Linked DNA regions of Zea mays: region 1 is linked to region 2. A link is a contact called in public Hi-C data. All regions are on one chromosome and are shown on one strand. Each heading gives the region's core, a stretch centred on a gene start, on an enhancer-like site or on the middle of the called end of the contact. The rest is flanking DNA. Distances are from core to core; before and after follow the strand shown.

Evidence for each region. Hi-C and Micro-C count contacts between places; a contact is called where the count stands out from the background.
Region 1: a contact with region 2 is called in a Hi-C map of ear, with 2.1 times the contacts expected there. The contact joins the promoter of LOC100283532 here to the promoter of LOC100282207 in region 2. A contact is called at or near these places in 3 of 25 Hi-C or Micro-C datasets (ear, leaf and tassel).

What each region holds. Positions count from the first base shown.
Region 1 is chr4:125,434,608-125,441,001 of Zm-B73-REFERENCE-NAM-5.0, reverse strand. LOC100283532 reads right to left here and starts at 1,383. Exons shown (of 5, transcript NM_001156432.2): 1 at 1,114-1,383; 2 at 985-1,017. The coding sequence starts at 1,228.
Region 2 is chr4:125,204,455-125,210,963 of Zm-B73-REFERENCE-NAM-5.0, reverse strand. It overlaps LOC100282207 (2-hydroxy-3-oxopropionate reductase), which reads right to left and starts at 3,685. Exons shown (of 8, transcript NM_001155119.2): 1 at 3,346-3,685; 2 at 3,120-3,230; 3 at 2,892-2,993; 4 at 16-117. The coding sequence starts at 3,450.

The DNA.
Region 1 (6,394 bases), core at 134-2,633, 230 kb before region 2:
CTGTTTTCCATGAATGTATGTCAGGATTACTTGTGGACATTGAGCAATATTAGGCCAGTCACCATTAATGTCTGCATCTGACTTTTATCTTGTCTCCACTTCACAATTCTTCATACAATTTGTAATTCCTTCTACTAACATATATTACTTCTCATTCTTTTTTCATTCACAGGAGGGCAACCTGGAAAAACCAGGTTACATGATATATCATGTCAAAAGCACTACATCAATTTTGCTAGCTTTTATAGTTTTAACCAGATTTCAATCCTCACAGCAGCAGTAACAGATTGTAGCTCAAAACGGCATCTATCTGAGGGTTTAAATGAATAGGCCCATGGTAACCAATGACAATGAGTACAATTCAACTCTACTGAGGCTGCAACTTTCAGCAAATACCGACATACACCAACATGAGCCAAATGATCGTGTGTCCCATCAAGTGATACTGCACTGTGATTGGTCAATCCCCTTCATTATGCAAGGTACATGGTTTGTTACGTACAACCCAAGCATTATGCATGTAAACGGAAATGCAAATTGGTCAATCCCCTTTATTATGTAATGTACATGGTTTTTTTTACGTACAATCAAAGCATTATGCATGTAAACTGAAATTCAAATGACCGCAGCTGGAGCATATTATAGGACTTTAAATTACATAACCATGCCATTTACCAAGCACTTCCTTTAATTGACGTACTCATCTACGCAAGTTTCTTTAGCTTACGGCCTTGAATTGATGATCTTAACAGATTGGAGGGTGAGATCAATTACAGAATAAACTTACATATCTGACAAAAGTAAAGGGCTAACAATACCACTATTCGTCCTTAAATAATCCGACGAATCTCTAAACGGCAACCGGATCGAGCTCCATAAACAAACGCCGGATCGGCATATAGTGAAAGGCGAAGCTTAGCTCGAAGATAAGAGCAGTACAGACGGACGGGAAAAAAAAGAGGGGAGCAAAGTCGGGCGCGTCACCTGGATCGCACTGCTGATAGAACTTCTCCACATCTGCGCGCACCACGGAAGCAGCTGTAGCATCAGAGAAGCATCCACAAACCAAGAGGACAAACAGGAGGAGGCAGGAAATGCGTGAGACAAGCTGACCCGTGGTGAGTGCCTTGACGATGCCGGCGCGGCGCGCGCGGAAATCGCGGAAGACGTCCTCGGGGGAGCGCGCGTGGTGGTGCACCGCCGCAGCGCCTTCTCTGTCGCCGTCCATCGCTGGCCACCGTGTCCCTTGGCTAGGGTTTGGGGAACCGATGGTAGCAGTGGTGGTGGTGGACTGGTAGTGGAGGGAGCAGAAGAGGATTAGAGAAGACGAGAAGCGCAATACCGCGAGACCGTAGGCCTGCGAGGATTTCAGAGGGGCAATTTGGGAAAAGCGGAAACCACGAGGTGCTCGTCGTCCAAAACATGTTCCAGTTCGCTTTCAAGCAAGGGGCACTGTGGGAGCAAAACTGCAAAAGGATAGTGGGCCCGTGAACTGGGCTCGGCTTTCCGCGCACTACAGAAGCTAGGCCAAGATTAGTCATGGACCCACCTTGCTGATCAAGATTGGCTTGACGGACGTGACGTGATTGGGCCGGTTTTTTTCACCAAATCATGGGCCGCATCTACTGAAAACGAGCCCATTTGAGTTGTTTTCCATGTTCCACTTCCCTTGCCGGATCCGGCTCCTCTTCTTCCGTCGCACTCGGTTTCGTGTTCCACACTTCGCTTTCCGGTTCAGCGAGACTGCTGGGCAATCGTCGGTTCGTCACTTCAATCAAGTGGCGGAGGCGACGGAGCCTGTACTCCTATTAGCAGAGCTCGTGCTCCCACCGTGCCCACATCGCTCTCAAACTCAAAGGTCCATGCTGCTCGCCCACCGTACTCGGACCATCGTCTATTACACGGATTGGGGGCATTCGGTTGGGTTGATTCGATGTGTGCAGTGTGCGCTCTTTTCTTTATGCAGGTGTGGAGGAAATATTTTTGGAGTTTTAAAATTAAAACCATGGTACGAAAAATACTATAATATTTCCTTTGTCCCAAAATAAAATTCGTTTTATGTTAAATATGTATTTATTAGTTAATCTGTGAATGTAATTTGCACGTATATCTGTATTTATTATTATTAAAATGAATGTGGACCAAAAAAACCTAGAAAGAAACATATTTTGAAACGAAGGTAGCATATTTATTGATAAGAGGTGTTTGGCTATCTCGTAAAAAACTCTAGTTATAATGTTATGGTTTTATAGATACCATGATATTTTTGGAGTATTTAAAACTCCACTCCAACCTAAATATTTTATATATGGCTAGCCTTGCATATGTATACTAAATATTATGGTTTGAAATATTTTGTCTCCAAACACGTATTGTTAAGAGTGATGTTAAAAATACTACAGTTGTGTCATGACATCTTAAAACCGTTAGTATTCCAAAACTATTTAAAAATATTAGTACAATTGAAAGTCGCCTAGAGGGGGGTGAATAGGCGAAACCTGAAATTTATAAATTTTTAACACACTAAAGGCCGAGGTTAGCGTTAGAATTATATTCAAATCCGAAAGATTGTTTTTCTTGCTAAGAGTTGCTCAAAGGATGCAGATGACGTATGGGAGCGAACTCAAATCAATACTAGCAAGGAAACGTTAGAGAGAGGAGAAAGGGCAAACAAATCAAACGAGAATCAAAGCGAGTAGACACGGTGATTTGTTTTACCGAGGTTCGGTTCCAAAAAACCTAGTCCCCGTTGAGGAGTCCACAAAGGCCGAGTCTATTTCAACCATTTCCCTCTCTCTCAAACGGTCACTTAGATCGAATGAGACTTTTCCTTAATCACACGGGTCACTAAGACCCCGCAAGGACCACCACACACTTGGTGTCACTTGCTTCGCTTACAAAGCACTTGAGAATAAGAATGAAAAAAGAAAAAGGTCAATCCAAGCAATAAGAGCAACAAAAGAACACAAAACACCATCTCTCAAGTCCCTAATGGAATTGAGTTGATTTAGAGGCTTGGAGAGGATTTGATCTATTGAATGTGTCTTGGAGTAAAGTATTTTGATCTTGCAATGAGTGGGATGTTCAGAATACTTGGATGCCAATGAATGAGGTGGTTGGGGTATTTTAGCCCCCAACCACTTCCTAGCCGTTGGCAAGGGCTGCTGGCGATGGGCGCACCGGACAGTCACTGTGCACTGTCCGGTGCGCGCCACGTCAGCGCAACCGTTAGGATTCAGAGCAGTTGACCATTGTAGACGTTTGTCTTCTTACTGCACCGGACAGTCCGGTGCCCTCTGACTTCTGTGCTCTGACTTTTGTCGTGGCACAGTTCACCACTGTAGCTCTGCACAGTCGACCATTGTCACGCAGGGAGCCGTTGCTCCGCTGGCTCACCGGACAGTCCGGTGAATTATAGTGGAGCGCGCCTGGCAGAAACCCGAGAGTGGTCGGTTTGCTGGCTGTCTCGGCTGGCGCACCGGACACTGTCTGATGCACCAAATTCTAGCACACTCTAAGTCTTGCTCAATTCTTTGATTGAGTCCCTAATTGAATTTCTTTCTTGGTTTGTGTTGAACCTTATGCACCTGAGATAAATGATATCTAGACAAACTAGTTAATCCATGTGATTTGTGTTGTACGTCAACCACCAAAATCGATTATATAAAATGGTTAACCCTATTTCCCTTTCAACAATACCTGTGCGTTGCAATGACAACGAATTATTTTATAAAATATTAGTGCATAACGATTATATAAAAAAGAAAAACACATATATTATCATATACTTCAATAGCATAAATTGTTTTAAAGGGTTAGAAATCTAGAGTCGTGGAACAAATAAGTCTTTCATGCGGCATATATGTTTTATTACGAGAAACAATACTAATTACTAACTATTTCACCGGAAAGACTCGGTTAACTTATTTGATCTGGCATTCACAAGACAATTTGCATGTTCAGTCTGCAATATTTTAAGCTTATTTCTCAGTTAAGTGAGACATGTTTTTCTTTGCCCTATAAGAAGGCAACGGTAAGTGTCGGATATCATAATTAGTGGGATCATGCCCCTAACCATATCCGGCACCTGAGTACCAGGAAATCATAAACCGGAAAACGCTCCCCCGAGGTCACGCATGGTCTAATCGTGATTCGCCCGAGAGACCGCTCAACGGCTGCTCAAAACTACACCTCGTCCGAGCCTATCCTCGAGCAAAGGTTGTGCCTGTGTGGATCCTGGACTCGCCCGAGGGACCCCTTTTACGGAAAGAAATTTCTGCCTCGCCCGAGGGCATCTCGGACGAAGGCCAGCCTTGAGCCCGGCCTCGGCCAAAGTTCTCGAGAACCATGAAGATGTGCACATTAAATGCAATGATACAAATATCTGCTCCATGTGACACCGCATTCAATAGAGGACGATGGGACCGTGGTCCCATCTACTTTCACCGACTACGATGATGCACCGTGAATACCGGACATTGCTCACCCGCTCTGATCACTGTTCTCAACTCCAGATGCGACATCTAAGCACGGCCCCAGCCTCGAGAAAGAACTCCGCCTCGCCCAAAGTCGCCCTCGACCTCAGGAGGAAACTCCGCCTAGCAGTAGCCACCAACTCCCTACGAATCCCGCAGGAGACCACTTCAACTACTGTTTTGACCACTCCACTGCACGACTGTGTGTCCCGCTTTGCGCTTTAGGCTAAAGTATGCGGGAGAGAAATTCATCAAAAAAACTCAAGGAAAAAGACCAAGTTTCAGATATCTCACGATAACTTACTCGGGCCGAGACAGGCCTAGCCTCAATGGCCCCATGCTCCTCATGTCGTTGGTCCCTGAGGCCGGCGCTGGGAGTGGGTCGGTAGGCCGCTCCACAACCTCCTCCTCCTCGACTGTGGGGATAGACTCCGGCACAACAGGCGTCCGCATCTCAGGCAAAGGTGCTAACATCTCGAGCCCGAGCACCGGCGCGTCCGGACCAACGTACAGACCCATTGAGGATGGTTCGGACCAGAGCCTAACGTTGGGACTGAAGCCAAGCCGGATCTCCATCCCCTCATCGTCGTCATCATCGTCGGCGGCGGCGGAGATCGTGCTTGGGAATGGCTCCAGTGGCACCCCCTCCCTCTCTCGCGCTCGGTGGCGCCTCTCGAGAGCATTGCAAGCCACCTTTTTCTCGCGAGCTCGCTTCTTCTCCTCGTCATTCTTCCTCTTTTGCTGCTCTACAGCCAACCTCTGTGTCGTCTGACCAGCCGGATAAAAATATCCCTCACCATCTGCTCCAATCGTGTACACACCTCCATAAACAACTCTCTATTTTCCATACACCATAATGGTAGCCACAAACGGAGCAAAGAAGTACACCAGTAAATGACTGGCAGAGGAGAAGAACTTTTACCATTAAAAACCAAATCATCTCTACATAGCTAAAGCGACCATATCAAGGCCATCGCTCCCACCCAACTGAGAATCCTATGCTTGTTATCTATCCCTTGTAGCCAGTTACCAAACATATTAACAACACTACTCGGAGGGTAAAAATTGGAAGTCGTTTGGATGACTGACCATACAGAACTGGTAAAATTGCATTGGAAGAATAAATGTTTGATTGTCTTGTCATGGTGACAAAATACACATTTTAGACTTCCAATCCAATTTCGCTTGGCAAGGTTGTCCTTTGTGAGGATAACCCCTCTTCGAAGGTACCATACAAAAATTAAATTTTTAGTGGCATCTTCAATTTCCAAATTTTGTGATTATTGTCTACCTGTCGGGGACCATAATTAGGGGTACCCTCAAGACTCCTAATTCTCAGCTGGTAACCCCCAACAGCATAAAGCTGCAAAGGCCTGATGGGTGCGATTAAGTCAGGGATCAGTCCATTCGAGCAACTCGATCACGCCTCGCCCGAGCCTAGCCTCGGACAAGGGCAGCCGACCCCGGAGGATTTTCGTCTCGCCCGAGGCCCCCCTCCAACGACGAACATATTTCCGGCTCGCCCGAGGCCCTGCCTTCGCTAAGAAGCAACCCTGACTAAATCGCCGCACCGACCGACCAAGTCGCAGGAGCATTTAATGCAAAGGTGGCCTGACACCTTTATCCTGACGCCCCCCCCCCCCCCGGCAGAGCCGAAGTGACCGCCGTCACTTCGCCGCTCCACTGACCGGCCTGACAGAAGGACAGCGCCGCCTGCGCCACTCCGACTGCGGTGCCACTTGACAGAGTGAGGCTGACAGGCAGTCAGGCCCTGCCGAAGGCACCATAGGAAGCTCCGCTTCGCCCGACCCAGGGCTCGGACTCGGGCTAAGTCCCGGAAGACGGCGAACTCCGCTCCGCCCGACCCAGGGCTCGGACTCGGGCTAAGTCCCGGAAGACGGCGAACTCCGCTCCGCCCG
Region 2 (6,509 bases), core at 2,436-4,935:
AGCACAGTGATTTACCTTGTCCCCTGCAGCAAGAATGACCAATTGGCCATCTTCAGCTGGCTTCTTGCTCCCTGAAACTGGAGCTTCAAGGAAAGCTCCCCCTTTTTGTTTAACTGCCTGCAAAAATATGATGCAAGACCATATGTAAGCAAACATTGGTAGACACTCAGATAAAAATAATAATTAACACAGTAATTTTGTGACAGATAGGGATATATGGGCGTGGCGGACATGGATAAATCTGCTAATTTGTTGTGTTACTGTCTAGACATATAAATTCCAGTATAGAATTCATCTTACATACATCTTATGCTAGCTTCAGTGTTCTTCCTTACAAATAAGTTAAGCTCCATTTACTGCCAATGTAGCTTCCATGTAAAAGGTACAAAACATACACAAACTTCCCAGCTCCCACCATGATCACCATGCCTTCTGTGCCAGTTTATAAATCAGGAAAAACAAACTATATTGTATCTGTGAGTGTACCCACCAAATACATTTTTCTTATAATGCTATACAGCATAATTATATGGCATTTCAGCTATTTATGGGAAGTACCTTTCATTCTGTTAGCATACAAGAATACACACCAATGATACAGCAACATTTTTGTTCTCTTCTATCCATTTATGAACATATAAGAATCAGCTTGCAAAATAGACTAGCTACTATGTAGTGCTGTTTGTACTAGTCTTTGTTAATGGTAATCTAGGATATCCTTTGACTCATTTTGGGACATTTTCTTATGGTTTTTCATGCTTTATAATCAATTGGGAAAATTTCATTTGTATTGACTGTACCTTAGTCGTGGCAGATATATTTGTTGACCAAAAAACAGCAGGGGAAGTCCCCATAGATTTTATTAAATAAAAAATACCCAACTGTACAATAGAAACATAATAAAAAAGAATAGCAACAGCAAAGAAAACAGGAAGCCTGAGGTTTTAGGCTGGACCAAACTATGTACAAAGCTCTATCCAAGCAAGGAAGGGAGCGCGCTTGTTTTCAGAGATCCTGTGAGCTTGTAGGCGAGCTTCATCAATAGTGTTCCTTGATGACAAACCTAGTTATACAATCCATGTGGCATCTCAAATATTTTATATTTAATTAATTTCCTATTTTCCTCTAGAAAATCTTTTATATTCGCATCAATAGTTCAATACCACTAAAAGAGTTAATATGCCTGAAATACTCCCAATAATTTCAAATGTAATTCGTTTAGGCTTGTGCACAAGGATTAAGAAAATAGATCAAATGGCCTTAGCGCCCTTCTGTTCTGACTGGTGTCACCTATAGACGTCGAGACCATCATGCGGACAATTAGAAACGAAATGCCATAGAATTTCCTTTCTTATATACTTTGCATTTGTTTCCATAAAATAGGATCATGATTGATTCTTCATTCTTGATTAGGAGGTTTCGATAACAATAATGATAACTTCCTCAGTGGTCAAGTAAGCCTCTATATAAAGAGATGAGATATATCAATCTAAGCAAGCAAGATAATTATCTTTCTCGACCTCAAGGGCCATCTCCCACGTCTCTTTCTCGCTCGCTTATTTCCCTACTTCCTGTGTGTGACCACGACTCTTGTGTGCTGCCGGAGGTACACGTTGTGGCCATCGATTTTCTATCCATACAACTTACAGAACCGCAACAAGATTCCAGATCCTATCAATCTGGTATTGGAGATGCCGATTGACAATGACTCCGAGAAGCAGTCGTCAATCCCACCATAGGCCACCAACGGCACCGTGAAGGCCTTCGTGGACATCACCATGCAACTAGCTAATCTGACCACCCGCATATCGTCACTAGAGCACCAACAGGCGTCCTACTCTGTGAGCGCCATGCACCAGGGTTTTCCCTATAGGATGCCAGGGTACGGAGCGACGATGTTTCCATCCTTCTACAGCACCACCACTGTACTGGCCTCCACCACCCTGCTTGCCACCCTCCTACACACCGCAACAGCCACTATTGCCCCCTTCGTCCCTGCTATCAATGTTTCCGCAGGGGCCACCTTGCTCATCTGTGCAGGCCTCCTCCACTGTAAATGTTGCCCGTGCGCACGTCAGTTCAGGTGCAGTGTTCTTAAGGCGCCTAGGCGAGCAGGTGGACCAGAAAACCGCTTTAGCGCCTAGGCGGCGCCTAGGCGGGTATGGCGAGCAAGACGGCCAGTTTTGCCCGGGCGCCTGGACGCCTAAGCGTCGCCTAGGCGACGCCTTAAGAACACTGTTCAGGTGTTCCCCACTTCAGCAAGCTCGTCTTCTCCACCTACGACTGGCAAGGAGGACCCCCTAGAGCAAGATGAGGGCACATCATCATGTGAGCGATTCAAGGATCTTTGCCATCTGTGGTTCGGCCTAGCCATCTGCAGCAATCGAACTGATGAGGCTCCCCTTCCACACCACAGTACAAGATATAAACTTCGTAAGTCCATTTATGGTGAAGCTCATTGGACAGCTATCATGTAATCCTAGCCGCTTCCCATATATTTATAGAGCGTATTAATTGGTCGTGGCCCATTACACCTTTAATCCCAATACGAGTTGGACTCTAATCTGAATTATTTGTGATTGTCTCTTGGACATATCTTCAACAGGTTGCTCATCCTAAAACGGCTAACACTAGTAGAATACGATACATTAGACAAGCTTGATAAAATGGAAAGATATGATGCAAGGTCTATCCCTGCAACCATTGCTCAGTGGCGATCTAGATATCCAGACAATCAAACTACCTCGTCATCTACCACTGACGCCAAAAACAAAGAAAGCGGCATCTTATAGCTGCACAATAGCCAAAAACCAAATAGATACCAGAACTGAATGTAATGTAGGAAAAGAGGCTTTGCAATCTGATAAAACAGAAGCAGCTGAGGGAGATACCTCGCTAATCTTGGTCGAAGTTGCAGCGTCAACAGTGGACATGTCCACATAGCCCTTCCCGCTACCGATCTGCTCGAGCACGCCATCCTTGTCGAAGACGACCTAGGTGGAAAAACAGGGACCGCCGGACCGGAAATCGATTAGAAAAAAAAATGAAACGTCGCGTATTTCCTATATCCTGTATAAGAAAGAGGAACCACGGCTGAATAATATGAACCGTGTCTTAACTGATAGGGCGGCGCTGGGGTCGGAGAGCATGGCGATGGTGTATCTGCACTTGGAGACGACGGAGGCAGGCGTCTCCCCGACGGTGGCGCCGAGCGCGGCGAGCTCTTGGCACTAGGAGAAGAGGTCATGGAGATGTGATTTCGGGAGCACGCGTGCGGACGGGAGGCGACGGATTCGGATTTCAGCAGAACATAAGGGCGCGGGCGCAGCGGTTCCGATGCAATACCTTGGCGAGGGTCCTGTTCCAGACGGTGACGCGGAAGCCGTGGCGGAGGAGGTTGGTCGCCATTGCCTTGCCCATGATGCCCAGACCCAAGAACCCCACCTCCATCTCTGATTGCTGGCAGCCTTCTTCCTCCGTCCCCTCTTCCGCGCACGCGCGGACGGCAGACCTTGTCTCTCCTCTGTAGGTGTAGGCGCTTGGCCCCTGTGTGCGCGTGTGCTTGTGGCGGACTGCCGGGCGCCGCAGCCACAGCGATACACTTGTGCTCCTCCCAGTAGCGCAGCGGTGTGCAGGGGCAAACCCTCCTCTATCTGTGTCCGTCCCAGCCAATCCTCGATTTTCTTCTGTATGGTACTCGTAGTGTTTTTTTTTTTGTGGTCTTGTCTACGTAGCGAGAGAAGCGCAGGATGCCTAGATCGCCACCGTCTACAGTGCATCGGACAGTCGTTGTGGCCCTTCAGTTATTTATTTTATTATCATCTCTATTTTAAATTCCACCATATAAATAGTATAGTCTTCACTGTAAAACAGTATTTTGTACGGTCAAATACACGATGTAATGGCTATAGTTTAAGTATGTCGCTGAGCACGTGGACTAAGGGAACATATTGGATCAGGCACGGGTTCGTTGGATCAGTGGCTATTGATTGGGCCATTGGTGTTCACTTACTCAGGTCCATAACTTGTGAGGCTGGTACGAGTGCTTGCAGTTAAGATGTATAAAGTCCAATGGAGCAACCACACCGAAGAAGAAGCTACAGGGGAGATCGAGGATTTTCTAAGCAGAAACTACCCTGAATTCCTATTAAAAAGTGTTGGTACATAACCATACCCCATCACACCCCTTGCTTTCTGCTTTTAAGATGCCATCATACCTCACTACTTAAAGAAAATTGGAACCTCTAGATAAGGATAATAGGGCTTCCTTCTGAAGTTGCAAAGAGGATGACATCCGAAGAGCTGGTTGGCAAAATGTCTCAAAATGTACACCACCCCTGTTTAGGCAGTAGAGTCACCCACCTCCTTACCACTTATAATCTCACCCAAATCTCAGGACGAGATTCTTTTTAGGGGGAGGGTTGTAACACCACAGGTGTTACTCAGGGTTTCTACTCTGTACCCACACCCTTGACCTATTATCACATGTGGTTTAGTTAAGCCCAAGATAACCAAAACTTAGCAATCAAATGGTTAGCAAGTGTTTATTATTCTAAGATGCCTACCTTAACCTTATGGTGCCTATAACAGAGAGAAAAGTTTCTAAAAAAACTTAAGTCTATTCACATGAGACATATGAAACAATGCATAAATCAGGTAAAAAGACAATGAGGATAACATTATCATGAGTTGGACTAATTATACAAGTTGAAGATTACCAAAATATCTACTAAATATAGCAAGGAAGTTTCCCCAAAATGAATCTAAAATAGCCCCAAATTGGATACTCAACTAAGGAACCCAAAGGGGGAAATCAATATTTTCTCTAAGTCTTTTTCATCCCATTTTCAAAGATCAACCGTGTTCACCTAGCTCCAAAACTCAAAAGCAAATGGTCCTATGGACAAAGTGGCACCTAAATACCTCAGACACACCCTGGTGAAGTTTGAAACTAAACCAAAACTGTTTGACACGCTTTGGCCTGGTTTTTGTCGCGACCCATGCTGAGTGACAGACCCAACTTGACACAAGCTTTTCAAGCTTTTCTCCTCATCCTAAGCATATCTACGGTCGGAACTCACATAGAAAAGAAAGGATTTGGAACAGGGAAGAGACCTTACACGAGATCTTTGCCAAGATACACACGTTAGAGCAGCTAAATAGGTGCTTGGACATGGGCAGAAGCAAACCTCCACATGTTCGACCTCGGCTGGCACTCGGGAACGCGCTCTGACCGTGCCCACGCACGCCACGAGCTTTGGTCGGCTCGACCGCATGCCTAGCCCCGCGCCCGTGCCCACGCCTTCGCCTATAAGAAGCCCCAGCCCCTCGACTTTGCCCTTCTGCACGCCTCCCACCCTTGCCGACGACTGGACGCTGATGATTGTCAGGAAATCGAGCGCGGCGCTGTCCGCAAGCTCGCCAAAACCTCGGCCATCGTAGCCCGGCCATCCCATCCTATCTCCGCCTAGTCGAGCTCCACGACCAGCTTAGGCTAGTGAAGCTCCCCAAACACTCAGACCGAGCATGACTTCGCCGAAGACACTTGAAAGCATCTAGGCCCCTGGTTGGTTTTAGTGATTAATGACAACGTAATATTATATGTGACTAACGTGTGTTTTGCAGAGACAAATGGTTAGTTAGGTCGCATTACAGGTAGATGTACTACAACGGTGAAAACAATCCTGGAGATAAGAACTTGAAGCGAAGGCTAAAGCGACGAAACAAAAAGTGAAGGTCTTCGTATTCTGAGTGTCAAGGAGTTGCGCACACTCGTGATATAGTTAGGTCTTTTATTTTGTTTTAGCCATACTATAAATAGGGGTTATCGATGAGTAGTTTGACCAAGAGAGTTCTAGTGTAGTGTTGGTGCATATTCACACTCACATATAGTGCTAGGTGTCACTTTAGAACATACTCACAAGTTAGAATGAAAACCGATTTGAAAAACAGAAGAAAATAGAAACTAGGGTTTCTGGCTTTGGGGCACCAGACTGTCCGGTGTGCCCTCTGTCAGGTGGGGCCAAGTTGGCCCGGGGAAGGTCTTTCCCCTGCGCAGAAACCCGAGAGCGTAGAGTTCGCTAGCTGAATTTTAGTGGCACACCGGACATCGCACCGGACTGTCCGGTGTGCCATCTGCCCAACGGCTAGCTGTCAGAACTAGCCGTTGGAGTCGATCGTTGGCGCACCGGTGGTGCACCGGACTGTCCAGTGCGCCCATGCGCAGGAAAGTTCTCGTAAAGGATAGTTGGAGGGTGAGGGCTATTTATACCCCCTCCACCCACCATATTGATTGTCTTGCTGCCCACATTTACTCCTACACATTCGTAGAGCATTGCAAGCACCACAAAGCCTAGTGAGGTGATTAGAGAATCTTAATCCCGCATTTGGACCTCATTAGTGCTAGCGAGAGCCACCTAGAGCAAACACCGCATGCATTAGGCTTCTCTTGGTCAAGTGAAAGTCTACGGCTTGTTACTCTTGGTGATCGGCATCACCTAGACGGCTTG